Regions from separate parts of the Mus musculus genome. Here all the other regions are linked to region 2. The links are chromatin contacts, called in public HiChIP or PLAC-seq and promoter capture Hi-C maps. All regions are on one chromosome and are shown on one strand. The core of a region is the stretch at or near the end of the contact, and the rest is flanking DNA. Distances in the headings are between cores, read along the strand shown. Region 1 holds the start of Mid2 (midline 2). Region 2 holds the start of Morc4 (microrchidia 4). Region 3 overlaps Frmpd3 (FERM and PDZ domain containing 3).

Region 1 (3,677 bases), core at 1,000-3,499, 790 kb after region 2:
TGGGACTCTGAACTCCTATTCCCACCCCCTCCTCCTCCCCGTCCTCCCCTCTCCTCCCTCCTTACTGTGAGGCAAGTTCCTTTACAGTCCCATCATGGTGTTCTGCTTCCCCATAGCATCAGAATCAATAGGACCAGTGACTACAGACTGAAAACTCTGAAATCATAATCCAAAATAAATCTTTCCTCCTAAGTAGTTTCTCAGATTTTCATCACAGTAGCAGAAAGTTAACATTGTTTCCTTCCTATTCCTGTCCTCCAGATAACCAGTGCAATCAACTTTAGAGGTATCTTTACTGAGAATACTTATTTGTCCACAAATATCCCTACGTCCCTTTTCACACTACTAGACGTATCGCCCTTAGTTTCCTAGTTACTAAACAACCTGGGTCTCTCCGCAGGCAGACTGACTCCAAATAAATGTAAATATAGATGCACACACATAAAATATACATATATAATTATTTCTAATATTTGTGTGGTGAATTTGCCCAGCAAATCAGCAGATTTCTGACTCATGAACTTAAAAGAAATCAAGTGTTTTATTGAGTCAAAGGTCCTATGGTAGAGAATTTACCCATCTGACCTTGTCCAAGAATACAGTATAATCCTGTTAACCAAATACAACACATCTCCACTGTTTTATTTCCCATTTTCCTGATGATTAGTCACATTAAATATCTTATTATCTGCTATTTTTCTATTTTTGAAAAATACCCATTTAAGTTCTCTGCCCCTTTTAAAACACATATTCTAGACAGTAAGTCCTTATCATGCATATATGGTTTTAAAACATTTTCTCCCATTCCCAATGTGTCGGTTGTGTACTCTGCTGTGTAGGTGTTGGTGCTATGTAGTCTCATTTGTTTGGTTTTGCTCTTGTTGTCTGTGCTTTGGATATGACACATTAACTTTTACATCTCTTGGTGCTGTACTTCCTTTTAGGTAATGTGGTTGGGTTTTTCCCTTCATTTCCACTCCAGTGTTCTCTAGCAGGTTTGTTTAACAGTGCTGTTGGCTGACTGCTATTGGTTCCCTGATAAGACACACCCATCTACCTTCATTTTTTTTTCTGGATTTGTTCCCAAGCACAGTAATGGGAGGCCCATGTGAGAGGGGCTGTTTCGGATTGCTTTATTCCTTCCTCATTTTGAGTGGAGCTAGAAAGAATATCCTCTGAGGTGGCTTCCTTCTCTCATCTACCTTTTAAGTGTGTGTGTGTGTGTGTGTGTGTGTGTGTGTGTGTGTGTGTTGGGGGGAGGTGGTAGTCTTTGAGCCAGTGATAGGTTAAAAGACAGGCTGTATCCAGACCAATGGGAGGCTCCTGGCTTCCAAATGGATCTTATTAGGGACATTGTATTCTGGATGGCTAGCATCTGCCTCATTGTCCTCTTGGCAGTGACCCTTTTGTATTGGTCAAGGATCTGAAGGTGCAAAAGAAACCTTACCCCATACACTTTTAGTGGCTTTAATCCACCTGAACAACTTGTGCCCAAGTCCAATAGAACATTGCCATTCTCCCTTTGTCAAAAGAAAAAGGGGTTGGGTTTCCTTCAATTGTCTGCCCTTCTCTGTCTCCTCCACTATTTTTGTTTTACTCTCTAGTTAACTTTGCATACAACAGCTTCACCAGTAGGACCTGTGAGGAGGATCCAGGCACACTCTTTTCATTGGCGAGTGCAACAGCCTTCTCCTTGCTCTCATCTGGGGGTTTGTGGATGTAGAAGGGAGGTAGGTGGGTGAAGAGTTTGGCCACAGTCTTCCTTCTGCGCTTCACACACACCACCCGGTCGTGGACGCGCAAACACACACACACACACACACACACACACACACACACACACACACACGCTCGTGCGCGCCTGCTCAGGCCCCTTCTCCCTGTGTCTTCCATCAAGATGACAGGGTGCTGGAGAAAAGGCTGCTGGAATCAGCTGGTAGGTACAGTAGTAATCTGAACCCCACCCACCCACTGCCTTTGCTTGCTCGGGTTTCTCTGGTCACTCCTGCCAGGGGAGAAAACATGTAAGCGCGCCTCCAGAGGAGGGGCACGGGGAGTTGGGAGTGGCGGGGGCGGCGGAAGGTGAGCCTAGGAAGGTGGCCCAGCGCCCCTTCTGCCCGGCCCCTCCCCGTGCTCCCGTAGGGTGTCAGCCTCGGCTCTGCTTGCCCCCACTCCACCCTCCTTTCGAAGGGATTGCCTTTTTTTTCCCTCTGCTGCGGCGGAAATGACAGTGTGGTGCTGCGGTGGTGTCATGGTGCTGCCTCTGGACCGAGAGGCGAAAACTCTTTAAGTTTAGCCCGGGAGACCTAGACGCGGGAACGTCGCGGTCTCCGTGCTGTCCCCCGTGGGGCGCGCGGGCTGGCGGATCCCGGCTGTTGCGCGGCGGCGGCGGCGGCCGCAGCGGCGAAGGCGGGCGGCGGCCTAGAGTGGTGGTGGCGGCGGCGGCGGCGGCAGCAGCGACAGCGGCCCGGGAGCTTGCACGGGAGCCCGAGCCAGCTTGCTGCGGAGGCCGGCGAGCGCCCGGCGCTCCCCGGCGCGCGTAGGAGATGGCTGGCACCCGGGAACAATATGGGTAAAACGCGTCCCCTCGCCGAGGCCCGGGGGGATGGTGGTGGTGGTGGGGTGGCTAGTGTCGCCGCCCGCGCCGGGCTTGGCCCTGGCTGGCTCCTGCTGCTCTTCAGGTGCCGCCGGGGCTGGAACTGGCCGAGGACACTTGGGCTTGGGGGGGGGGGCGGCAAGAGGGGGGAGACGGGGTCCTGGCGGCAATGGCAGGGCCCCGGTTGTCTGTCACACTGTTGTGACCCGAGCTCCTGCCGCTGCCCTCCTGGGAAGGAGTTTGCACTCCTAGATCCCAGGCTGGGGACCGGCCCGAGGCCTCCCGCTTGGCCAGGCCGAGCAGGGAGAAAGCAGTGGAGCGGCTCAGCTCTCGTGGCGCCTAGGCGCAAGTCTGGGAAAGGGCGCAGCCGCCTTCCCACGCTCCCGAAATCCACGGCGTCCTCGGCCCGGGCGGCGCCCCGAGGTCGGCGGTTGGCTCAGTGGTGCTGGCGCAGCAGCCTGAGATTCTGTGGACACCCTGCGAGCGGGAACCCCGGGAGAAACTTAATTCTCCCTCCCCTTTTCCTCCCTGCTGGGGAAACGATCTTCAGGTCTCTGTCTGGGTGGTTCTTTATTTCTGGCCTAGCTGTGAAAGCAGCCCCGTGGGGGGGGGGGGGGTGGAGAGGGAAAAACTTGAGTGTGTCCATAGGACACACTGCGACTGAAGCAGGGACAGGGGAGCCTTTTCCATTCCGGGCTCATAAAAATTACTGGAACATTACTGGTTATGAGCTGGCTTGGGTTGTTTCGCACTTCACGTGCAGCATAGTATTTATTTATTTAGGAGGCATTTCGATTTAGAGGAGGAAATTAGGATCCAGGGATTGTTGGACTCTTCACTTTCCCCACTCTTCCACACTCCTTAGGTACTGTCTCTATTCAAGCCCCCACATCTCCCACCAGAGTTCCTGCACTCTCAGCTTTTCTCTGTCAACCTGTGCAATGCGGCTTCTTGCTTTTCAATCACTTTGATTTTTTTTGAAGATTTTGGAGGGTGGGGCTGCTGAATGGCATTAGTTGTGTGTCTGTCTCTAAGGAGGAGTATTTATGAAGCAAGACATTGGAAACTGTAATAGTACACA
Region 2 (3,604 bases), core at 918-3,417:
TCATGAGGAAGTAGAGAAAACACTTGAAGAAAAAGTAAAAAAGAAAGTTTGGGATTATCAATAAACACTCTGATGTTCCTTTTCCCTGTTAATATTTGTGACTTGGTTTTTTTTTTATAAGAAAATCTGTGTATACACATATATGTACATAATATACACACATTAGCCCAGGTCTATGTTTTTTAATTTAATGCTTTAAAAATACCATCCAGTGAGCTGAGTACAGTGGCAAGAGCCTATAATCCTAGCATTGGGAGGCAGACACAGGCACATCTTTGTGTGCTGACTGCCAGCCTGATCTGCACAGCAAATTTCAGGTCAACTGGACTACATAATGTGACGCTATCTCAAAAGAAAAAAAAAGGGAGGAAGGAAGGAAGGAAGGAAGGAAGGAAGGAAGGAAGGAAGGAAGGAGAAAAAGAAAAAACCATAGGGGAAAACCTAAACGATAGAGTCACCTCAGTCTGGAAATTCAAGCTGTATCATCAATGTTACTTTCCTCCTGAACTTTCTAGAAAGCAATCAGCAACCTACTCTATACCATTTGGGCTCATAGCCAAACTAATCATCAGAATCCTCCAGCACCTTCCAAATAACTCTTCTGACTCTTCCTGTGGCTCACCGACATCTTTAGGAAAACAAGTCTCCTGGCATGGCCACAGTGGTGGCTTACGTCCCCACTGGGGTTCATTCATGTGGCTCTGAAACCATTTTCAAGAGTCTTGTTCTGTGCTAACTAGCCATATAAATCTGTCTTCCTTCTTTCAGTTTTTGAAATATTTATAATGTGCTTGCTCTGCTGCATTTTGCGCAGAACTGCTTTTCATCTTTGCCTTTTGAACAGTACATTAGTGCAGAAGCGATGCACTCAGCTCTAAGGAATCAAGTGAATTTTTTTCCTTTTTTTTTTTTTTTTGAGCGAGCACCGGTGCACCCAGAGGTTAAGTCCTTAAGGCCTCCGTATTCATTCCAGCGGTGTGAGGGCGCTCGTGGACTACGGACCCAGCCCTCTGCAGTCTCCGGGAGCCAAATGCACTCGTGTCATCATCTAAGAGATGGCCCATCATTCCTAGACTTAAGTCTCTAAAGTTAAAGAAGTCATTTCCAGATCTTTCCAACTACTCTACAGGGCCCTCTGCACTGTTCCTTTGCCAGCCTGGGGCCCTCTGTCGGTCGCCAGCCTTGGTCAAATCCAGTCGCTTCGGGGCCCGATATTTTTATGCATTGCTCTTTGATTATTAACTAAGAATCCTAAAGTGACTGGAACATCACGATCCAGACAGAACAACAGCGCGGGAACCCTACCAAACTCTTAGTACACACCTCGCTTCCTCGGCTTTCCAGGCACGATCTAGTCCCGTCGCCCCCCTACCCCACCCCACCCCACCTCACCCTACCCCATCCCACCCCACCCTACCCTCCCTGTCCCCCTCCCTAAGAGATCACGGTGGCCGAGCTCCCCCAGCCCGTCCCGAGAGGACCCGCCCCACGCGCCTCGTGCATTCCTCTTGCGTCCACCGCACCACGCTGGCACCTCTGCCTCGGGCTTGCGACCCGCCACCCGGCCCGCCCTCGTCACTCACCTAGCAGCTCCGCGATGGCACTGAAGGGTCGCGTGTGGCTGCTGGAGTTGCTCTGGAGGTAGCGGGGGCTCATCTGGGGGCGAGAGAAGGTTCCGTCCCGCGTGAGGCCTCAGCTCGCCCAGCCCTCCCCGCGCGCCCCCCGCAGCCCTGGGACCCGGGCGCGCTCGCGCGAGTCCGTCCCCTCGGGGGCCCCCGGACCTACCGTGCTCAGGCGGATCCTGAAGGCCTGCGGGACGCTGCCCGCCCGGGCCAGTCCGCCTCCCGGCGTTCCGGGGCCCGCAGGGGCCCCTCGGTACAGGAGCATTTTTTTGGCCGCCAGGATACCGGTTTGCTGCTGCCGGACCCCTGGGCCGGCTGTCCCCGCACTAGATCGCGCTGTCCCCCGACTCGCAGCTGGCGGTGGCCGTCCCGGACTGGCCCTCTCTCGTTCCCACTCGCAGCTGGCAGAGGCGGGGCGCGCTGCAGCCACCTGTCCCCAGCGGGAGGGGTGAAGCCGGAGGAACCCAGCGTCTGCCCGCCCCGCCTTGTCAGCACCTCTCCTGACCCACCGACTGCCAGGGCTGCCCCTGGGCCGTACAGAAATATGGCGATCTCCTGACAGACGCTCCTCCATCCCCGCCCCTAATTAATTCTTGGCGTTTGCCATAGGCCAGGCGGCCGAGCGGGAAAGCGCGAGGGGAGGGGGGATGGCGGTGCGTGGGGAGGGGCGGGAATGTGGCAAGAGGAGGGAGAGCGTGCATGGGATTTCTGGAGTCCCACTTAGGCTTCATGACTAACAGGCAGGATAAGACAAGTCTTTGAATTTCGAAGGACTGCAGTTTTGCTATCTGGGAAGATAGGCTGGAGCTAAGGGGAATTATTCCCACTAGCTACTTCGAAAGCTTATGGAAGCACCAGGAACTTTCTAGAATGCAATTGGCAAACGGCCTACCGATCCTTCAAACCGGCAGGGAGACTTTATAGTAGGAGAAACTGAATTTACTCGCTGCAAATAGGGGGTTGGTTATGTTATAGGATGCGCATAAAGTAATATGCAGCTTTGTGTGTTTGTGCTCTTGGGGGCGCATCGTTTGCACACCACTGACATTTGAAGGCCTGGTGTCTCTGGGACTGCGGTTCCAAACTCACACAGCCATGCTTTTTCAACAGTCTTTAAAATTATTGCGCTTGCTTATTTTGTGTGATTGTGTGTCTGTGTGCACGTGTGGCGATCAGCACACAATTTGAGGGAGTTAAGTTCTCACCTTCCACCTTCTGTAAGTTTGGGGTTCTCAGGTCTTGTGACAAGCACCTTCATCCCTGAGCCATTTCCCTGCCCCTATATTCCACTTTTAAAGGGCATGCCTGCTGTGAGTCTACATTTACCTGTGCTGTGGAGTCATCATGTAGTGTTGACAGCAAACCCAGGTCCTGGAAGGGCACACTACGCAAGCACCCCTACCACCATTATCACTACTCCCAACCCTGTGAGCACTGGGGTTGCAGTCATTTTTATGTGGGTGCTGGGGATCTGAACTGGGGTTCTCAGACTTGTATGGCAAATGTTTTACCAACTGGGCCACTTCTCCAGACTCCTTTTTCTGTGTGTGTGTGCGCGCGCGCACGCAGGTGTATATGTGTTCTTATGGGTGGCGAGGTTTTCACGTGTCCATTTGTACATGGAAGCCAAAGGTCATCATCTTGTTTGTTGAGACAGGGTCTTTCAACAGCCTAGAAATCACTAAGTAAGCATGGGGTGATTAGCCAGCCAGCAATCTGCTTATTTCCGTCTCTCTCGGTGGTGGTGGTGGTGGTAAGGATTACAAAAGGACACTAACCCTGGCTTTTTCCTTTTTTTTTTTTTTTTTAAGAACACGAGGTCTGGGGATTGAACTTAGGTCCTTTTCCTTGCACAGCAAGCGCTTTCCCAACTGAGTGATTTGTTTTTGAGACACTCATTACCTAGCTCAGGCAGGCCTCTGGCTCTGTATCTTCCTTCCTCAGCATATGCTCAGACATCAGGGAGGGCCCCCACGCCCAGC
Region 3 (3,445 bases), core at 919-3,418, 530 kb after region 2:
TGGATTTACAGCCATGAGCCACCACTCTCAGCTAAGGTATCTTGTGTGTGTATCTGTGGTGTGTGTGTGTGTATGTTTGTATGTGTGTGTGTGTGTGTGTGTGTGTATCTTTTCCTTTGCTATGGTGATAGCACTGTGGTTCCCTAGTCCCATGGCTCACTGTGTTACAACCTCAACCAAAGGAGAACTGTGAAGGTGGAGTTATTGTTAGCTAGGGTACTAACCCTTAGGATTTAGAACATTGTCACACACTTGACTATTGACTACCAGGTATTCCTTCTAAGCGAGTATAAGGAATATTGACTCATCAATATTTTTGTCCTCTGGACCTCAAGGAACAGAATGTTTGCTCCATCTCTGCAATCAACCTCTCACCCTGGGCTTCTGGATCAGAGTCCCACAGAGAGACTCTCCTAGTGCCTTTCTTTCCTTGTTCTCATCTGAACTAGTAGAAGAGCCTGGTATGGCTCATGATTGAGTACAGAACCCCCAAAAAGGTGAGGTGTCTCTTATAACAGAAGAGTCAAAGGGAATGATTCAGGTCCTACTTGCACGGTAACCTGGATTTTTCTGCCCACTGTGTCTTGTTATGTGACTAAGAAGGGTCTAATATTTGCTGAACCAAGCAAATAGTGTCCCTGTAACTCAAGGCTCCTCTGTTGTCTCCTTCCCAGGACAGTAGCCCCCTCTTTCATTTATCTATCATGTCTTCCTGGTAGCATGATTCTTATCTGAGATCTAAGGGGAGCTGTAAGGGAAGGGATGTTTCCTTTAACTGATGGATTTGGTCTGCCCTCTCTCACAGAGTCGTAATGATGTTATCCGAGAACGCTTTGGAATGGAACCTAAGCCAGAGATGCTTTTGGGCCTTGCTGCCCTTCACATCTATATCACTGTCTCAGCCACTCGGCCTAGTCAGAAGATCACACTCAAGAATGTGGAGTGAGTTGCGAAAGGGCCCTTCTGGAGGGAACAAATAGTTTGGTGTAAGAAGATGGAATTGTTGAGCTGTGTTCTGGTTTTCAGAGTCATAAGCATTCTATGGGGGTAGGAATTTGAGTTCCTGAGGTCTACCCCACTCGAGTCCCATACTTCAGAGCCATGGTTTGCCTGTCTTTATCCTTCTTTCTCTTCTTCCTAGTCTCTGTTCCTCCATCTCTGCCTCTCAAAATTACTCAGATTCTTTCTGACCATCTCCCTCCCTTGATCACACTTTGTCTCTCTCACTAATCTCCTGATTTTCTTCTGTTTCTAGGAAGGAGTGGGGCTTGGAGCCCTTTCTTCCCCCCTCCCTTCTGCAGGGCATCAAAGAGAAGAACCTTCGGAAGTCGCTCTCTCAACAGCTGAAGGCCCACCAAATGCATCCTTCTAGCAGCACCAAGGTACCCAGAGGAAGCCTCAGTGGGTACTCTGGGGATCCCCACTACTCCTGACTCAAGTGTACACTCTGTTGCTCTTTCTTACTTTGGGTGCATATTCCATTATTCTTTCTCACTCGGGTACATATCTAGCTTGGCCAGGGATGGGGCAGTTATAGAAAGGAGTTTGTTCCAAATCCACACTTAGCCCAAATAGGCTAAGCAACACATCACTGCAAGCCACTATGTCCTTGAAGCAAAGGAGCAATGAGAAAGGTCGTTCTTGGGAATCTTTCCCCAATTAGTACCAATTGAGCACCTGTCCTGTGGAAGGCATTGGCCCCTAAGGGATGCACATGTTTTCCAGGACAGTGACTGCACCGTCCCTTCCTAACTTTCTAGTCCACCAGTCCTAGAGGAGGAAGTCTGAGGAGATAAAAGCCCAGCACAGAACTGGGGCAACTACTGCACTATCCTCTGCATCCTGTGACATGGACACGAGCGTCTTTGTCTCTTGAGGGGTTTCTTTCCCCACCTACCCCAGCCCTGCTGAGCCTTCTTAGGCTGCTAACACTCCATCTGCTTGTGCTTCCTGCCCAAGACGCTGGAGGATGGTGACAAATACTAGAATCAGCATGCAGATGTAGACAGGAGACACAATCACCCCCATATCTGCCACCCATTCCAGATTTCTTGAATTACCAACTAGCTTCCCTTTTAAGATGCAAATTTCCCCAGAGAGCTAAGCCATTCCCACCTTACTGTGCATGTTTAATCAGATTGGTTTCCACCCCCCTTGGCTGAGAGCACCAGTGCTCAGCACCATCTCCATAGCAAAGATTTTTTTTCTATGCATCCCCAGTGCTCTACTGAAGAAAGCCTGGCTTCAGCCCTTGAGTCAGGCATAGTCAAGTAGGGAAATAAAACTATCATCCGCAACACAAAGCAGCAGGCACTGGCACTCTGGACGTGTTCAGAAGAGACAGGTGCCAAGTCCAGGCTAGGAGAGGGAAAAACTGGTATATTTAGTGCCAGAGCTGAGACTTGAAAGATGGACAGATAGGAGCTTGTCTGGATGAATTGCTAGAAGCAGAACTAAAAGGAAGACTTCCCTGAGCTGGGAGATTCATCTCTACAAAAGCCCCGAAATGAGAGTCACAGTAGCAGGGAAAAGAACGATCATTTAGCCTATGCGAAGCTACAGAATATTAGAGGCATGGAGATGGTGGAGGTAGAGACAGAAGGGAGATTAGGGAGGCTCATAGGAGCCAGTTCTTGAAGGGCTTTCTGTGCCATAGAAAGGGGTTCCATGTAATCCTCATAGGCAGCAGTGACTCATAGAGGAGTTGAAAGCAGGAAGCTGATGTGACTAAATTTACTATGTTTTAGGATGCTCCCACTAGCACTAGGTGGAGGTAACCGAGGGAAAGAAACAGAGTACCCAAAGCCCTGACATAGGAAGGAATGTCAAAGCAATGGTATAAGGACAAATGATGTGGGTAGATCACTCAAGAGAAAATCAGGAGGTAAAATAAACATGATTTGGTGACTGGTGGCCCTCAGATGAGAGGACAAAGGAAGAGGCCTCTGTCAAAAGTTTCTGGCTCAGTTGCCCCAGACAAGCTCAGTTGCTTCCAGAGACCTGGAATCCCAGCTGAAGAACAGACTTGAGGCTCAGAGGTGCTCAGTATGAAAACATGGGGTGGGACCCTAAGATTGCATGTAGCAATGTCAATGGGACTCTAAGTATCTTTTTTCTTTCTTTTTTTTTTTTTTCGAGACAGAGTTTCTCTGTATAGCCCTGACTGTCCTGGAACTCACTTTGTAGACCAGGCTGGCCTCGAACTCAGAAATCCGCCTGCCTCATCTTTTTTTATATATAATATAGAATAGAGTTTATTTGGGGCAAGGTAGTAGAGGCAGAGAAAGGCAGAGAGAGAGTAGAAAAGTAGAGGAGTAGAGGCCAGCCATGAGCATGTGGAGAGAGGAGGAAGGGAATGGGGAAGGGGTGAGGGGACAGAGCCGGAGCAAGAAGTGAAGAGCAGCCGGGCATGGTGGCACATGTCTTTAATCCGAACACTCGGGAG

What was found. Promoter capture Hi-C pulls out the DNA fragments that hold promoters and counts their contacts. HiChIP or PLAC-seq counts read pairs in DNA pulled down with a chosen protein or histone mark.
Region 1: a promoter capture Hi-C map of hippocampal neurons shows a contact between it and region 2, with 2.4 times the contacts expected there. The contact joins the promoter of Mid2 here to the promoter of Morc4 in region 2. A contact is called at or near these places in 2 of 39 promoter capture datasets (hippocampal neurons and liver).
Region 3: a contact with region 2 is called in an H3K27ac HiChIP or PLAC-seq map of SST interneurons, with 6 times the contacts expected there. The contact joins the enhancer-like site here to the promoter of Morc4 in region 2. A contact is called at or near these places in 1 of 39 promoter capture datasets (hippocampal neurons) and 2 of 115 datasets of contacts at active chromatin or transcription factors (SST interneurons and neural progenitor cells).

The regions. Positions count from the first base shown.
Region 1 is chrX:140,662,707-140,666,383 of GRCm38.p6, forward strand. Mid2 (midline 2) reads left to right here and starts at 2,250. Exons shown (of 10, transcript NM_001358366.1): 1 at 2,250-2,572. The coding sequence starts at 2,569.
Region 2 is chrX:139,869,487-139,873,090 of GRCm38.p6, forward strand. It overlaps Morc4 (microrchidia 4), which reads right to left and starts at 2,168. Exons shown (of 17, transcript NM_001193309.1): 1 at 1,786-2,168; 2 at 1,584-1,656. The coding sequence starts at 1,887.
Region 3 is chrX:140,398,058-140,401,502 of GRCm38.p6, forward strand. Frmpd3 (FERM and PDZ domain containing 3) reads left to right here. Exons shown (of 15, transcript NM_001320946.1): 9 at 806-942; 10 at 1,256-1,382. Among named protein-coding and RNA genes, the nearest start is that of Gm32113, 14 kb to the left of the region's middle. Within about 2 kb of position 2,169, at least 10 of the 459 cell types and tissues checked have an H3K27ac peak or open chromatin away from gene starts, as enhancers often do. A contact at or near this core is called in SST interneurons, where this site is marked.